2 separate regions of the Anas platyrhynchos genome follow, and region 2 is linked to region 1. A link is a contact called in public Hi-C data. All regions are on one chromosome and are shown on one strand. Each heading gives the region's core, a stretch centred on a gene start, on an enhancer-like site or on the middle of the called end of the contact. The rest is flanking DNA. Distances are from core to core; before and after follow the strand shown. Region 1 overlaps ZC3H12C (zinc finger CCCH-type containing 12C). Region 2 has its middle 37 kb from the start of ZC3H12C.

The links. A called contact is a pair of places that touch in the nucleus more often than the background predicts.
Region 2: a Hi-C map of skeletal muscle shows a contact between it and region 1, with 1.7 times the contacts expected there. The contact joins two enhancer-like sites. A contact is called at or near these places in 2 of 8 Hi-C or Micro-C datasets (liver and skeletal muscle).

The regions. Positions count from the first base shown.
Region 1 is chr1:189,438,989-189,444,672 of IASCAAS_PekinDuck_T2T, reverse strand. ZC3H12C (zinc finger CCCH-type containing 12C) reads left to right here. Exons shown (of 6, transcript XM_005014577.6): 5 at 681-787; 6 at 1,967-5,684. The coding sequence ends at 3,366. Among named protein-coding and RNA genes, the nearest start is that of ZC3H12C, 40 kb to the left of the region's middle. Within about 2 kb of position 2,927, at least 1 of the 8 cell types and tissues checked has an H3K27ac peak or open chromatin away from gene starts, as enhancers often do.
Region 2 is chr1:189,515,906-189,521,589 of IASCAAS_PekinDuck_T2T, reverse strand. No RefSeq gene overlaps it. Among named protein-coding and RNA genes, the nearest start is that of ZC3H12C, 37 kb to the right of the region's middle. Within about 2 kb of position 3,104, at least 1 of the 8 cell types and tissues checked has an H3K27ac peak or open chromatin away from gene starts, as enhancers often do.

The DNA of each region.
Region 1 (5,684 bases), core at 1,678-4,177:
AATTTTGGGGTGCCTATGGTTAGACCCCTAAATCATAAAGTCATAGAATGACCCACATGGGAATGGACCTCAGGAGGTCTCTAGCTGAACCATCTACCTTGATCCATCTCTTGTAAATTCTTGTAAATTCTTGTAAATGCCTAAGTGTCACTTGCAATTAATACTGATGTCTTCTTGTAGTGGGAAGGTCTCAGTACTCTGCCAAGCAGACACTTGTAGTTGAGTGCCTCAGTAATGATGAAAAAGACTTTGACACTCTTTTGACTTTGACAAAGTCAAAAGACTTCAATCCACACAGTTTTGCAAATCTAGTTGTGGTGTTTTAGGAAATTGCTGCCCTCCCACTGGTTTAGGAATGGGTTGTGAGCAGCCCTGCCCTGCTGCAGAGCAGTCAGCTGGGCCAGACTAGAGCTGCCTGAAGCCAACGAGGGGTGTCCACACAGTCTGTTTGTATGACCGGTCTCTCAGGTAGTACCTGCAGCAGAAAGGTGGCCTTGCATCACTGCAGGACAGGGATGTCAAGAGCTGCAGCTGATTTCAAAGCAGCTCTGAAAGTACCCAGGCTTAAAGATGATAGCATGGCAGCTTACGGCGTGGGACGCAGTCATGAGGTTCTTGGTCATTGCATGAGGAATATAAAAAGGCATTTGCTTCCGTAACACTTCTTTGTTGCCTTATAGATTTATGCCTCCTGATGATCCTCTTGGCCGCCATGGCCCAAGTCTGGACAATTTTCTTAGGAAGAAGCCTATTGTGCCAGAACATAAGAAGCAACCTTGTCCATATGGTAATTTGTTCTTCTATCCATGAGCTTTCTGTACTGCTGGGTCTCAGGACTGAACTCCTGCTTTACTTTAACACTGCCAAAAATAAAACTTTTAAACAGAAGTTCTTACATTACTGTCTTAGCCTGAGAATGTTTGAAAAGCTGAGCACTGGAGTTAGTGGAGACCAAAGCGATTTTTTTTTCATGTGCTAGCTAAAGAACATTTCTGTGTACCAGTTGAACTAAAGGAGTAATTTCATTAATCATTGGTAGGAAGAGATCCAAAACACCACCTAAATTATTCAGTCTCCAGAAAACCATTTTGTAACATGCTTTGTCTATAGCACATCCAAGTTTTCTGCCAGAAAATGGATCAAGCTGCCTGACGTTTAGCTACTCACCTTCCTTACAGGCACACCGGCATCTTGACTTTGCTGCTCTTATGACTACGATTTTCATGTTAAGTTTCCCACTTTTGTATCTCCTTAGCACAATACAGCAAGTGTGTGCATACACACAGATGGCATCATGTTCAGCTCAAAAAGCTGAAGGTGGTGTTGGTCTGTGTTCCTAGAGCAGTTGCTTCAGCACATTACCATTGCCTCTTTTACTGACAATACAGGAAAGGAGATCCTAGATCTCACCGTGTCACACAAAACCATTTGCAAGATCTTTTTAGAAACATAGAAAGGTTTGGGTTGGAAGGGACCTTAAAGATCATCAAATTCCACCCCCCTGCCATAGGCAGGGACACCTGCCACCAGCCCAGGTTGCCCAAAGCCCCATCCAGCCTGGCCTTGAGCACCTCCAGGGATGGGGCATCCACAGCTTCTCTGGGCAGCCTGTGCCAGGGCCTCACCACCTGCTGAGCAAAGAATTTCTTACTTATATCTAATCTAAACCTCCCCTCTTTTAATTTAAAGCCATTCCCCTTGTCCTATCACTACACATTCTGACAGAGTCCCTCCCCAGCTTTTCTGCAGGCCCCTTATAGGTACTGGCAGGCTGCTGTAAGGTCTCCCTGGAGCCTTCTCTTCTCCAGGCTGAACAGCCCAACTCCCTCTGTCTGTCTTTATAGAAGAGGTGCTCTGATCAATCTTTCAAATTGTCAGCAAAACTTTAAATGAGAGGCATTTTCATTGTTTAACAGTTAACGGATTTTGCTTCATGTTTTTAATCTCATTATGTTTGTGTTAACAGGGAAGAAATGTACCTATGGACACAAGTGCAAATACTATCACCCAGAAAGAGGAAATCAGCCTCAGCGATCTGTAGCTGATGAGCTTCGTGCCATGTCTCGAAGCACAGCTGCCAAAACTACAAGTGAAGGAGGACTGGTAAAAAGCAATAGTGTTCCCTGTAGTACTAAGAATGATGGCACTTCTGAGCTTAAGCGTGCCGCTCCGAAGAGGCAGTCAGATCCTAGTATAAGGACTCAAGTCTACCAAGACTTGGAGGAAAAGCTTCCCACCAAAAACAAATTGGAAACCAGGTCTGTACCTTCCTTAGTTAGCATACCAAGTTCCTCTGCTGCAAAACCCCAAAGCACTGCACCTTTAACCAACGGCCTTCCATCCGGAGTTCATTTCCCACCTCAGGATCAACGACCACAGGGACAATATCCTCCTACGGTGATGATGGCAACCAAAAATCACGGAACGCCAATGCCTTACGACCAGTATCCAAAATGTGAGTCTCCCGTGGACGTAGGGTACTACTCCATGCTGAATGCGTATTCAAATCTGAGTATATCTGGTCCACGGAGTCCCGAGAGGCGCTTCTCCTTGGACACAGATTACAGGATCAGCTCCGTGGCTTCTGACTGCAGCAGCGAGGGGAGCGTTAGTTGTGGCAGCAGCGACTCCTACGTGGGGTACAGCGACCGCTCCTACATGAGTTCGCCCGACCCGCAGCTGGAGGAGAACCTGAAGTGCCAGCACATGCACCCCCACGGCCGCCTTAACTCCCAGCCCTTCTTGCAGAGCTACCACGAGCCTCTAGCCCGAGTGCAGAGCTACAGCCACGAAGAACCAAAGCACCACCACAAACCTCCCATCCCGTACCTGGCTGTGCACCTGCAGCACCCCGTGGTGGGTGCTCGCTCCAGCTGCCCCAGCGACTACCCGGCCTCGCAGAGCTCGCCGCACTCCAAGGCCGTGCACCTGGGGAGAGCCCTCGTGTCCACCCGAATCGACAGCATTTCGGACTCGCGTTTGTACGACAGCTCTCCACTGAGACACAGGAAGCCTTTCGCTGCCCAAGACGGGCTTGGAAGCTGGGACAGGCAGAGCTACGGGGTCGATGCCTACAGCTACCGCCAGACCTACTCCTTGCCCAGCAACCCCACGCAGCCCTGCTACGAGCAGTTTGCCTTCCAAAGCCTGCCCGAACAGCAGGACCAGGCCTGGCGCGTACCCTACTGCGGGATCCCTCAAGACCCCCCGAGGCACCAAGACACCAGGGAGAAGGTTTACATAAACCTGTGCAACATCTTCCCCCCCGACCTGGTGAGGATCGTCATGAAGAAGAACCCCCACGTGACGGACGCGCAGCAGCTGGCCGCAGCCATCTTAGTGGAGAAGTCTCAGCTAGGTTATTGAGAGATGATGCATCTTTGTGGTGTCTAGTAGTTTTTCAGCTCAGCTCTAATGCTGAGGGAGGTTTGCTACAATAGCATTTGGGATCTCCTTCTCAGCAAGGAGGTTATAATAGTAATCCATTTATGTGAAATGCTGTATCATGGAGTCTGTATGTATAGCCCCGTGCATCCGAAGGACCCGGTATGTTTTGTGTTCTAGTTTGAAAATTTTTTAAATGGCTATTTTCATGGCTGGAGGATGCTCCAGTTTAAATTAATATATATATATATATATATATATATGAAAAAAAAAATCTGTCGTCTCTGGTTATAATCTTTGGTGCATCAGGGGTTTATATGCAGCACTTTCTATCCTTGTTACATGTTGTTGCGACTTTCGGTTTTGTTTTTTAACTTGCTGGATGTTTGTCCTTGGGCTGCGTGGTGTCAAAACGACCTGCAGAGAGAGGATTTTGCTTCTTCCAGCAGACAAATTTCAAGCCAAGTTTTTGAACTTTTTACAACACCGTGTTTGTTTGTTCGTTTTTTGTGGGCTTTTTTTTTGTGTTATAATCATATTTATAGGAAACAAAGATTTACTACAGCACTGACTTTATTTTTTAAACGAATAATTGAGTTACCAGTTAACGGTGAAATGGGTAACGATATATTAGTAATTTATAGTATGGCACTTTTCATTGCTCTTTGTTTTGTTTAAGTAGTTACATGTTTTGTTGATGCAGTTGATTAGTAAGATCAAATGCAATCAGAGGACAATTTTTTTATTATTATTTTTTACTAATTTATGGGTAAGGTGGAAAGCCTTACTGCCTGATTTTCAAAGGTGCTGAGAATTTGCAGCCCCCTTTGAACCTGCCACAAACTGCAAACACTCAGTACCTCCTAGAAGCAGGCCACCTGGTTTCAATTCCCACGTGCTGTTTTCCAGCTTCCTGTACTCCTGGTCAGTAGAAAGGGGCCTGAAATCTCGTAGGGTTCTGTTTAGTTGTTTATGTGTTTTTCTTTGTATTGCTGCACCAGTGTACTGGATAAAATACGCTTTTCATAAAATATTTACCTGTTTTTAAATGAATTTAATTATCTCAATGCAAGTTTTGTATTTAAGATACTGTTTGTTTTTTTGTTTTTCTTGCTATTTATCAAGGCTGGCCTGAAAAGGGTTTGTGTGTTGAGGATATGCAACGTTTATTAACTGCACTATGGTAATGATATTGTAGCTCAAAATAATAACTTAAACTTTTTGTCTTTTCTGTTTCGGTTGGGGAGGGAGGGTCGCGGGGAGAGAAGAGGCTGTACGTGTTCCTGAGGTTAGTCCGTGGCCTGTTGCATCATGGAGGCCCGATTCTTGCCACAAATAGTGTAGTTTTAGAAAGAGACAAAACAAGTCTGTTTTAGTACTAGTAAGGGATATTTCTGGTTAAAGTCATGGGTTTTACTAGCACCTCATAAGCTTTTATATATATATATATATATTAAAAAAATAGACATAGATCTTGCAATTGATGTCAGTTGTACTTAACGTGACATAGTCAGTTACCTACAGTTTTAGGTTTCCATCCGTTGTAATGTTTTTCAGTGTTACAAAACCACTAGTTTACTGCTGATAATTTTGGTACACTTGCTGGAATTTAAAGGCCCTGAAGAACCAGAAAGTACCTTTTACTGTTGATACAAATTGTATCTTTTTAACTGAGAACTATTTTGATTTGTAGATTTAGTAGAAACACAAACGTATAACTATAGTCTTTTGGGCAACATTTTATCCCTTATTGGAAAATTAGAGTTTTCAGACATAGAATAGACTTAGGTGAGTAAAAATAGATATTTATTTAGGTGTCTGTCTCAATTTCACATATTGAAAAGAAAAAGAAAGAAAGAAACTATTGGCATCTTCTTCCTTCTAAAATCTTTGTAGTGTAAACTCACTAAAATAAAGGTAAAATGCTGCCTGAAAATGATGTCCAAGCACCTTTGAATACGAAGACATTTTCACTACTTGCGCGACACCATGTGTTGCGGCGAGTAGGATTTGGGTATACAGTAAATGCTTCTAAAGAGCATTGTGCTTATAGACATATCCAATAATCTGAACCGTGTTCAGCAAACTAATTCAGGAAGTAGTGTTCCAGACAGCTTTCACTGCTGATTTGGCCTGGGATCTGCATTCGCCTGTCCCTGTGACAATACAGGAGGTGCTGTACATAATTAGCCTGAGTTGTCTGCTTGGCAGTAGTTTGTCCCGTGGTGTGGTGGGTCGCTGTCCGTAGAGCTTGTCTGAACCTAGAGGCTGATGCAGCGCTCGCGCTGAGGTTTGGAGTG
Region 2 (5,684 bases), core at 1,855-4,354, 77 kb before region 1:
TTCAACCCCATACAGACAATTTGTGTGCCATGCCACCACCACATGAGTGGTCCCAGATCTGAAGGAGTGGCCTGGGACAAGCACCCTGTGGGAGCTGCGCCAGCAGAAGCCAGAAAGCACATGCTGCCCATGGGCAGATCAGCTCCAGGACTGTGGTGCTGCCTCTCCAGGAACCAGCAGGAGGTATCAATCAGGACAGGTCTCCAGCTCCATCTCAGCTCCAAGCACAACATCCACAGGCCAGGTTCCTTCCTTGCATTGCCCATCCTGCACATCTGACCAGGGAGGACTTAATGATGAATGCTGACGGAACTGTGAAGACCAAGAAAAGTAGTGAGCGTAAAGTGCCCAACTGCTTTGGGCAAAAAAGTCATTGACCTTTTTGTGTAGTTCTCAATTCCTCTGAAAAATGAAAGGCTTTGGCTTTGGGTTTTTATTGACTATTCTTCATTTCCACTCATTTGGTTTCTCTCCTTCCCTGCAGGCAAACATGTGCCGTCCTGGTTCCCAGCTTGCAGACCTGCTGCAGAGCACCCTCTGATGTCCTGCAGACTGGCAGAGCCCCAGGACCCCCAGCTGGGAGATGCTGTGCTTGGCCAGGCAGATGCTTCCCCCCTCAGAAGGAAAAGGAGCCCTGCACTGGGGAGCTAGCTTGGCTGAAACGTGCCAGCTACAACCAAATCACTCCAAGGCAGGTGATTAATTATGGCTCATTCCCCAAGGCAGGTAGTCATTATCATAATCCAGAGTCCCTGAGTTATAGCTGTCCCTTAATCACCTTTTATCTGGAAAATCTGGGGAACTTTTGTGCAATAAGCACTTTCTTTCAGTAACTATTGGTTTCAGTTTAAAGCAATGAATGCTCAAATCACTCGTATTGAGCTGTTTATGATCAGACAGAAAGACACAGGAGATGCTAGAGTAATAAATATTCAGCAGGTGACTGGAGAATAAGAAGAGCACAACTGCACAAAATTACTCTGCTTCGTGGTTATATGAAGGCACAGGGGAGCAAAAATCCTTTGCTTTATTCTGCTTCTAGGGGGATTTTTTTTTTTTTTAATTCAGTAAATTTGTTTCTTTTCAAGCTCTTGGTTCAGCAGTGCACCCTGCCCAGAGCTGGGGAACAGGCACTGGCTGCCCCCTCACAAAAATCTGAATCTCTGCCAAGTTCCTCCTATTGTTCCCTAAGCAATGATAATGCTCAAACCAATGAAGGGCAAATACGGTTTCTGTGAGCAGGGAGTGCCACTGCTGTGTGATGCTGAAGGCAGCTATATCTGGGTTAGGCAGAAAAAGCACAATGGTGCTTCTTTTTGATGTCTCTGTAAACCAAAGCACATGCATCTATTTCAAATCATGTGAAGTGGGGGGGAAGGACTGCTGCCATACCCTGCTGCAGGCACGGGGAGGACAGCAGCACTGGGCCAGGCATCCTGACCTTTGCAACATGCTTCAGCCACTGCACCCTCAAAAAAACATGTGAAATCCCAAGTGAGCCCCATCCAGGGGGACAAAGCAACCAGCAGGATCACATTTCCAGCAGGGAGGGGTGTCAGGCAATGTCACCCCACTTAATGCTCTCCAGTCTGACTGATTTCAAAAGTTAACTAAGCCTTTCCTCAGTGTGCTGCTTGTGCTAATAGATGGCACTATCTGACCTTGCAGCTTTTCTTACAAAATACAACTATTACTCACTGTAAGTATTCCTGGAACATGCACTTGCTGCCTTTCTTGCTGCCTGGAAATCTTTCGATCTTTGTCTTGCTTGTGTGGAATAGCACTGCTGCTACCAACTCTGCAGATCCGGGAAATACCCACCGTGTCCTTCTCCCTCAAATCTGAAAAGTCTCATTTCCACCCCCGTGGGCTCAGTTTTGTGATCAGCAAGCACATTTTTCTGCTTCCTAGATTATAGTTTCAACAATGCAGTCCCTGTGCAATGCCGGATACTGCAGCGTAGCCTTTCCTTTCTTTCCCAATGCTGCCAGAAAAAGTCCTGTAATTCCAAGGAAGAGATGACTGGTAATGTTTGCGATGTGCCAGTGCTGCTGACAGATGTGTCAGTACTTTAGACACGCAGCTGGTCAGCTTTATGAGATTCATGCCAGTAACACGATTCCCAAAAGACTACACATCACCAAAGGAGATTTTTTTTCTTTGTTTGTTTTAAAATACAGACATAGAGCAAAACTGTAGAAGCATATCAGATTCACACACTGATTTAGTCTGCAACAGCCCTCTGCTGGTCATGTAGTTCAATGTCCACTCAAAGCAGAGACAAGTTCACAGAATCACAGAATCACAGAATTTCTAGGTTGGAAGAGACCTCAAGATCATCGAGTCCAACCTCTGACCTAACACTAACAGTCCCCACTAAACCATATCCCTAAGCTCTACATCTAAACGTCTTTTAAAGACTTCCAGGGATGGTGCATGTAACATTAGGTGACTCAGGGCCTTCAGAGTTTGGTTTCCTTTTTATTATTTTTTTAAATTTTTTTTTCTCTTCCCCATCCTCATATTTTTTTTTTTTACTTTTTTTTTTTTTTTTTTTTTTTTTTTTCTGTGAATTACTGTTCTCTGTATTGTCCCATGACCCTAAAATTACTATTCCACTTCTCACTGAACACCTCAGCAGGATGCACTGCACGGGCCCATGGACTTCAGCTCTTTCTCTCCTTTCTGTCAGCATCATCTACAGTGGTACTGCCCAGCAATTTTGACTTCTCTTTCCCCTTCCTCTTCACCTTCCTTTTCCCCTTTCCCTTCCTCTTCCCCTTCCCCTCTGCTCTCCTCCTCCTCTCCTCCCCTGGGACTAGGGGAGCTACCGGAGCACAAAGGACTTGAATTTGGGCAGAGCAAAGAGTAGCACTAGAAAACTACAAGGACCAAAAATAAAAAATAAAAATAAAATAAAAGCATGACTGTGGAGAAGTGCAAATATTGTCCCATGCCATTTTGGACTCTGGATTAAAATCCCCGCCTCTCCCTGAGGCTGTGGGGCCGAGGCAGCCCAGCAGCAGGCTGCCGAGGGCCTCAGCTGGGCTCCAGGCCCCGCAGCCCCAGAGCCAGCTCGGGGGCTGCCAGCCATTCCCCCACAGCCCGCTAGAAGGAGCCGTCCTAAAAGCTGAGAAACCCTGCAGCTTTCCCTGCGAGAGGCTGCGGTGTCCCCAGCAAGGCGCTGGATTTCTGAGGAAAATTTTTTGAGGAGAATTTCTGGGTTTCCTCGCCCGGCCGGGCGCTGCCCCTCGCAGGGTGCCCCCGAGGGAGACACCCGGCCCCTGGCACCCTGTCCCACTGCCCCCTGAAGCCGTGAAATCAAGGGGCAGGTGGGGTTTGGGGCAGGAGAAGGGCCTGACCCCCTCCTCACAGCACCCCAGAGCCACAAGCGTGTGGGATGTTTCCCATTTGGCACCCAACGGGCATGCCAGGGTGCAGCATGTCCTCGCTGCGTTCAGCTCCGCAGAAAAGGACCTGGGCATCCTGGTGGACATCAAGATGGGCATGTGCCACCCATGTGCCCTTGTTGCAAAGAGAACCGATGGTATCCTGGGCTGCATTAAGCAAAGTGTTGCCAGCAGGTCAAGGGAGGTGATCCTTCCCCTCTAGGCAGCACTGGTGGGGCCACACCTGGAATGCTGGGTCTGGTTCTGGGCTCCCCAATACCAGAGGGACCTGGGCACACTGGAGAGAGCCCAGCACAGGGCCACCAGGATGATGAAGGCACTGGAGCATCTCTGCTGTGAGCAGAGGCTGGGAGAGCTGGGGCTGCTCAGCCTGGAGAAGAGGAGGCTCAGGGGGATCTCATCCGTGTCCCTAAATCCCTGAAGGCAGGGTGCCCAGAGGCCGGAGCCAGGCTCTGCTCAGTGGTGCCCAGTGCCAGGACAAGAGGCCATGGGCACAGCCGGGCACCCAGGAGGCTCCCTCTGAGCACCAGGCAGCACTGCTGTGCTGGGCGGGTGACGGAGCCCTGGCACAGGCTGCCCAGAGAGGCTGTGGGGTCTCCTCCTTGGGGATCCCCAAAAGCCGCCTGGGCAGCCTGTGGTTCTATGAAATAAAAGCCCTCTGCTCCCTTCTCCCTGGAGCCCAGCTGTTCAGGGGCTGTGTTTCCCATGGTATATCGTGTTTCCTCCTCAGCAGCAAGCAGCCGTGCCACCACCACGCAGCATCCCAGGGGATGTGTCGTCCTGGGGAAGGTGTCACTTAGCCAGAGACCACTGTCTGAAAAAGCAAACGTAAGGACTAGACACCAAAATTGCAGTTCCTGTGAGGCACAACACGCCTCAGGCAGCATTTTGGAACAAAAATATTCAGAGCAGGGAGGGAGGGATGCAATAAATGAAAAATCCCCCAAATAAATGGTTTTCCAGTTGTGTTTCCAGACCCTCAGAAGAAGCACTGTCATCACTGCCAGCGAAATCTCCCAGAGCAGGAATTAAGGGCCTTGCACACAGCAGCATTTCCTTGGAAATTACTCATCAGGTTATTTCTTTTTGCTCATGTTTGGCAAACTGGGAAAATATGTTCCATTCACACAAAGCTTAATCACATTGCATTAAATTTATATGGTTCCATGTGGTAATCACAGAAGTACTGCTGTGTGGCCCGTACCATGACACCAGTCCCACTTACCCTGCTGCCCAAAACTCTCAGACTGTCATTTGTTTGCTTGTTTTTGTTTTTGTTTTTGTTTTTTAGTTTGTTTGTTTGTTTGTTTGTGTGTTTGTTTTTTAACATGCCACAAGAACACAGCCACGGAAACACAGTGACAATTAGTCTGAAAATTATGTTTTCTCTCCATATCAGACCTTTACATTAGCTTCTAGAGAAAATCTTTTTTTGGCAGTTCTGGTCCATATTATACTATCACCCTCTTTCTAAGGAGAAGTTGGCATAGCTGTTGTCCGCACAAGGCATGGTCACGCAGCTAGCATGGTCTCCAAAATGGGTGTTGACCAAGTTGTGTTCCCTGACTTCAGCAATGTGTTTCTTTGGCTTTTCCCACTCCTTTCGCACTTGGAGGAAGAACTCTTTCTGCTCAGCCAAGGAGATACCGCTTCACTTACTGTGAAGTGAAAATAGGTCTTACACACCCCGTGTGGTGCTAGAGCTAGTGATCTCAGAGACCACCTTGTCTTTATCCCCTGAAACAGCTTTTCAAGAAAACCATTTGGCAAATTGGGCCATACGTAGGGGTAGCCTGGTGGTGACCAGCATCACATTATTGCAAATGAAGCATTCACCCAAAGCCATTCACCCAGTGCTGCAGACAGGTCTGAGTGGAAGAACAGGCTCAAGGCTTTGTCTAAAACCAAAGCTTTCTCTAATTTAATGGAGTTCAGTTAACAAACCAAATTAATTAAACTAGTGCAAATCCCCAAGTGGTCCATCTTAATCTTCTGTGCCTTAAAGCTTGTTTACAGACAGTTTTATGCTGCATTGACCATTTTTGTATAGCTTCTTTATATCAGTGTAGCTTATCTGCAGAGAGACCTCATTATATCACACCAGGGGTTGCGCTGATTTAGCTGGAGTGATTTCCAAACAGAGCGAATGAGAACAACGCAAGCATTGTGCATGTGAACTTAAACAACAACCCGCTACATTTAAGCTAAGCTAGTTTTAGATGAAGCTAAGTTGCCCTTATAATATTGTGTTGGTCTGAAAACACTACAATTTTT